2 separate regions of the Canis lupus genome follow, and region 1 is linked to region 2. The links are chromatin contacts, called in public Hi-C maps. All regions are on one chromosome and are shown on one strand. Each heading gives the region's core, a stretch centred on a gene start, on an enhancer-like site or on the middle of the called end of the contact. The rest is flanking DNA. Distances are from core to core; before and after follow the strand shown.

Evidence for each region. A called contact is a pair of places that touch in the nucleus more often than the background predicts.
Region 1: a contact with region 2 is called in a Hi-C map of skin fibroblasts, with 2.9 times the contacts expected there. The contact joins two enhancer-like sites. A contact is called at or near these places in 5 of 9 Hi-C or Micro-C datasets (amygdala, blood, liver and 1 more).

What each region holds. Positions count from the first base shown.
Region 1 is chr10:33,457,570-33,460,269 of UU_Cfam_GSD_1.0, forward strand. No RefSeq gene overlaps it. Among named protein-coding and RNA genes, the nearest start is that of CKAP4, 16 kb to the left of the region's middle. Within about 2 kb of position 1,307, at least 3 of the 20 cell types and tissues checked have an H3K27ac peak or open chromatin away from gene starts, as enhancers often do.
Region 2 is chr10:33,374,177-33,376,876 of UU_Cfam_GSD_1.0, forward strand. All of the region lies in intron 10 of TCP11L2 (T-complex protein 11-like protein 2), which reads right to left. Among named protein-coding and RNA genes, the nearest start is that of POLR3B, 13 kb to the left of the region's middle. Within about 2 kb of position 1,420, at least 9 of the 20 cell types and tissues checked have an H3K27ac peak or open chromatin away from gene starts, as enhancers often do.

The DNA.
Region 1 (2,700 bases), core at 57-2,556, 83 kb after region 2:
TTAAAATAACATAGGTCAGAACACGGGACGATGACCTCGGGGAACTTCATGCCGGGCTTTGTTTCAGCAGGAGTAACTCCTTTCCCTAACAGGGATACCTGAAGGGCCAGGTGGTGGCTCTCAGACACCTAAGGCTGCAAACGGGCTCCAACCTAACACCCTTGTTTTACCAACGGGAAGACTGAATCTCAGGAAGAGGCCACCCCTCCCACCGCCCCAGCTCACACACTGGGAGATGGAGCCCACGATTTCCTTCTCTTCTCCCCGCAGATTTGCTTAGGCTCCACCCCCGGCCCAAGCACATTTGCGAAACGCCGGGAGCAAGCACAGGGTCACCGCAGAGCGCCCGGGGGCCGGGGCCGGGGCCGCGAGCTCGCCGAGCGCAGGGGGGCGGCCCTCCTCCTGCTGAGCGTGTGCGCCCAGCACCCGGGGCAACACCTGTTGGGCAACGTGGTGGGGAAACCCGACCGATCTGTGTTTAAATACCTGGTAATGTTCTGTTGAAACGCCTGTTAGCAATCCGGCCTGTGCCCTGGTGCCCTCCGAGTCACTCCTAGAAATGCAGAAGCGGGACTCCTGGGTGTCTCCGCGGTGGAGCATCTGCCTTCGGCTCAGGGCGTGATCCCGGGGTCCTGGGATCGAGTCCCATCTCCGGCTTCCCGCAGGGAGCCTGCTTCTCCCTCTGCCTTGTCTCTGCCTCTGTGTGTGTGTCCCTCGTGAATAAATCAATAAAATCTTTAAAAACCCCACTCAGGAGCCTCGGTCTTTCTCACTTGCTGGCATGGTCCTGGTTGGCTGGTGTTGGGAGAGTCCCCGTTGTTGGAAGCCGGCAGGCAGGGAGGAAAAGCACCTGGCATCAGGAAGCTGGTCCTAGTTCTGGTTGCCTTCTGTCTCTGGGCCCCTGTCCGTCCTCCAGTCTGTGAAGGGAGACGTGCAGTGATGCCATGATCTCCAACTTCTCTCCCAGCTGCAACTCTCTTTGACTTTCTCATTGTGCGGGATTCTTTGGGAGCTTTCCGCGAGTAGGAACTCTCCCCGAGGGAAGAAGGACTAAATCGTGGCAGACCCGGGGGAGGGGGGGATGAAGATGACTTCTGTCTTAACCAAGGCTGTATTCCTAGATCCCATTAGAGTCTGGCACCCACAGGGTTTTCTTTCTTATTGGGGTGCGGAACGGGATTTGTTAGATGCGTGGCAGGGGAGAGTCAGGCTGGACTGACATCTCGCATAACCTCTTATGAAGTCTGTCTGCCCTCGCAAGAGGCCTGGCTGCACCAGCAAGCGATCGGGGGTGGTTCTCAAACTCTCTACCTGTGAGCTGGGGAGTAGCCCCGCCCGCGGGTCAGGCCGCGTGGGTCGCAGATGCCGCTCGAAGCGAGGACTCAGCGCCATCTGGTGTCTCAGTTGGGAACACTGATTTCTTTTTTTCCTTTTTAGCCATTGTATTTCACAAAGGAGGGATGGGATCTAGTCGTACCATTGAAATATACCAAGAAAATCCACTATTATTTTTTAAGTAGGCTCCATGCCCCATGTTGGCCTTGGACCCACGACCCTGAGATCCAGAGTCACATCCTCTACCGACTGAGCCAGCCAAGAGCCCTGAAAATCCACGATTTAAAGACCAACGAGGGCAGCCCGGGTGGCTCAGCAGTTTAGCGCAGCCTTCAGCCCGGGGCGTGATCCTGGACTCCCAGATCGGGGTTGAGTCCCACATCGGGCTCCCTGCATGCAGCCTGCTTCTCCCTCTGTCTGTGTCTCTGTCTCTCTCTCTCTCTCATGAATAAATAAATAAAATCTTAAAAAAATAAAAAAAGACCAATGAGTGTATTAATATGTGATATAAACACCTTTGTTATATGAATACTCTCCCTCTAATTAGCTCCCTCTGAAAACTTAGACAATGATAAAGGGTTTTGTTGATCTGAATCTTTTGTTAGTAGAAGCTTAGAGTGTCTTAAGACCCTTTATCCTTTCCATGTCCAGCTAGTTCAGAAAGGCAGGAACTGACCCTTAGAGCAGCTCAGTCCAGTGTCGCGTGCTTAGTTATTAACTTCAGCAGTAGCCACCCATAATTGTGTATCTGTGTTTTATATCATGAGTCAAATCAAATACATATTACCTCACTTAACCCTGGCAATTATTTTAGGGAGTAAGAATGGCCATCTCTGATTTGCTAGCCAGTCACTGTAGCTAAGAAAGCTTCATTAACTTGCCCTGAGTTCACACAGCTAGTAGGATCAGGATTCAGACTCACACCTGTTTATCTCTATTGACTGTTCTCTGTCCACTAGAAATCATACTTCCTTTCCCATAGAGATAAAAATCGGCACCCCATAATGTCCAAGGACACAACTTTATATACTTGTACTGTGTATATAATATTGGAGGCTAAGAAATTAGGTTCTGGAGCCAGAGTGAGTCCACATCCCAGCCATATCACTTTCCATCTGATGTAGGGAAAGTTATGGAAGCTCCTATGCCTCAGTTTCCCTTTATACATGGGGATAATGCTAATGATACCACCTACCTCATAGAGTTGGCTAAGGCTCAAATAGTTATTACATCCAAGGTGCTTAGAACAGTGCCCAATAAGAAGGTGTTCAGTAAATATGACTTAAAAATGGACCATTGAGCAGCCCGGGTGGCTCAGTGGTTTGGCGCTGCCTTTAGCCCAGGGTGTGATCCTGGAGACCCAGA
Region 2 (2,700 bases), core at 170-2,669:
TAATGAAACACTGGTCTTCAAACACTTCTCCCAAAAGTCACACATTGTAGCCAGATCTGACCTAGAACTCTAAGTTCCCAATGTCATATGTCCTTGTCTTAGCCACAACTATTTTCTCTTGCGAGACAACCCTTCCCTCTCACCTCACCTCTGCCCAAAGTCTAAAAGATCCTTCAATGACAAACCTAAAGTTACCTCCTTTCTGTGGCTTTCCCTAACATCCATCAGACAATCACGCCATATTACTGTTACTTAAGAACATGTGTCTTTCTCCCTTCTAAGACAAGGAGTTCCCTGAGGATGAGGGCTGTGTCTTTTTTTTTATCTTTATATCCCTGGCCTCACATGTGGAAGACACATCACTGAACTGAACTGAAATGAAGTAAGAATGGAATGAAAAAGTTCAATAAAGGTGACTACGTCCAATTGAAAACAAGAGAGTCAGGGAGGAATGGGGTGGGCAAAGAGAACTTGGCCTCACCTGTAATATGGAAACAAGAAGAAATCATTTGTGTATGTATCACTTATACAATTGAAAATTACTTTTAAAAAACTGATAGCTACAAGCACACAAATAATCTACAAAGCAGGTAATCTAAAAAATAATTTTCCCCTGGTTTTCTCATATGCATTTGAAAAAAAGCTGGTTTGAAAGAAAACTTTTCTAGTTATCTTAAAAGGCTAAGAACACAGTGGGAGTTATACTCCCATTGTAAATAAACAGCACATCCATCAAGAACAAAAGGTGGCAGACTATGGGTACCAGAAAGAGGGAAAGAAAACCAAGGCTAACTGGTCCTTCTTATGCCTCTGGGTTCCTCTAAGAGCTTAATTTACTCCAACTCTTCTGCAAGCAGAAAATTAAGAGTCAATTGTGTACTAAATTTCCCGTTAGACTGGTTGCCTACTCTCTGGAGCCCAGGTCTGTTTTTATCACAGATATGGTCCAACACCTTCCTGCAAGATTGTTTAAAGAAAGAAACTCTTTCAAAACTGTTATTATGCTGACAAGTGGTTCTGTCTCCTCTGTGGACGAGTCGGTTTTTAGGCCAAGACTAAAATGACAGAAGCATTTGTCCAGTTAGGAGCAGCCAAACTGAGTCCCTGCCAAAGGCGTGCCCTTGGCTTCCAGAGTCGTTCGGGAGGGCCACTCAAGTGAGTCATTTGAGTTTCTAGGCAACGATACTTTGAATGAGGTTAAAAATGCTTTCAGTTTGCAAAAGAGCAGGAAAGTTGGACTGGGAATAGCTGGGTGAAAAAAAAAAAGTGCTTTATGGGATTTTAAGAGGCCACCATGGGGTGGTGCATCCAGGTGGGGCATCCCAACTTCCCTCTGAATTACAAATATTTCCCTTAACCACAGCAAGGGCACAGAAGACACCCGAATGCTCCTGCCACCGTGCCAACCCACAGCAGGGCTCCAGTTCTGACTACAGTGCCCACTGGGAGTAGTTAAGAATATGAGCTCTGGAGTCTGACTCATTGAGAGTCCCTAGTCTGCAACCAGCTGGTTATATGAGTTACTTACCCAGCTAAGTCTCTGATGTGCTCACCCCTTCTACAAATACAGTTGATCCTTGAACAACATGGAGGTGAGGGGCACTGACTGCTCTCATACAGTCAAAAACTTACATAGAACTTTTTGGCTCCCCAAAAGCCTGACTACTAATAGCCTACTGTTGACCAGAAGCCTTACTGAGAACATAAGCAGTTAATTAACACATATTTTATGTATTTCATTCTTATAATAGGCTAGAGAAGACAAAGTGTTATTAAGAAAATCATAAGGAAGAGAAAACACATTTACAGTACTGTATCAAAGAAAATCTGCATGTAAGGGACCTGAGCAGTTCAAACACATATTGCTTAAGGGTCGGCTGTATTTACTAAATGCCATGCTGTGGGTCCAGCCTGGTACAGGGATATAGCAGAGAAACATGCATTCTATCCTCATGAGGCTTGCACACTAGTGGGGCTAGTGGTGTGTGGTAGAGACTGCAGACAGTCTGCCCCTCCTCCTCCCAGGTATGGGCTGCCCTGCTGGAGACCACAGGCTGTGAGGACACAAAGGCGTAGGCAGCGAAGGCATGCAGGGAAGGGCTTAGTTCCAGGGGGCTGCAGCTATGCTGTGTTTGTCACTGTCGTCCAGGGTCACCTCTAAGAAGCCCACAGTGCTGCACACTGGCACTACTCCTTTCTGGGAAGCAGTTAAAGCCTTGAGCTTTTAGTGGCCTAAATCTCCAGCATTCCATGTCCCCAGGGGTAAGGATGAGAGAAACTATGTGAGAGCCTCAAAAAAATAATGACAAGCCTTTGTACTCTTAGGGAAGTCAGTGTTGTACATTGAAAACTTGCAGATTAGCCATAGGTCCCATTCCTCTTCTCCTCCTTCTGGTCTTTATTCCTCACTCTCTGCAGCAGACACTTGCTTTGTGCCCCACATCACCCTCTCCCCCTCCTTCTGGCCACAGCACCCCAATTTGGTCTGGGGGAAATCATCTCCTCTCTCTCAGACCAGGTGCTGCAGGGAAAGCAGACTCACTCTGGCTCCAGGAACTGAACATACATCTCAAGCTCCAGTTCCTTCCCCTCTGGCCACCATGACTGATTCAAGAATGTGTTTTGACCTACAGCCATGCCAACTGGAGCCAATGAGGCTCAATTCTGGGGTCATTATTTGGGTTAACAGTAAAGCCAATA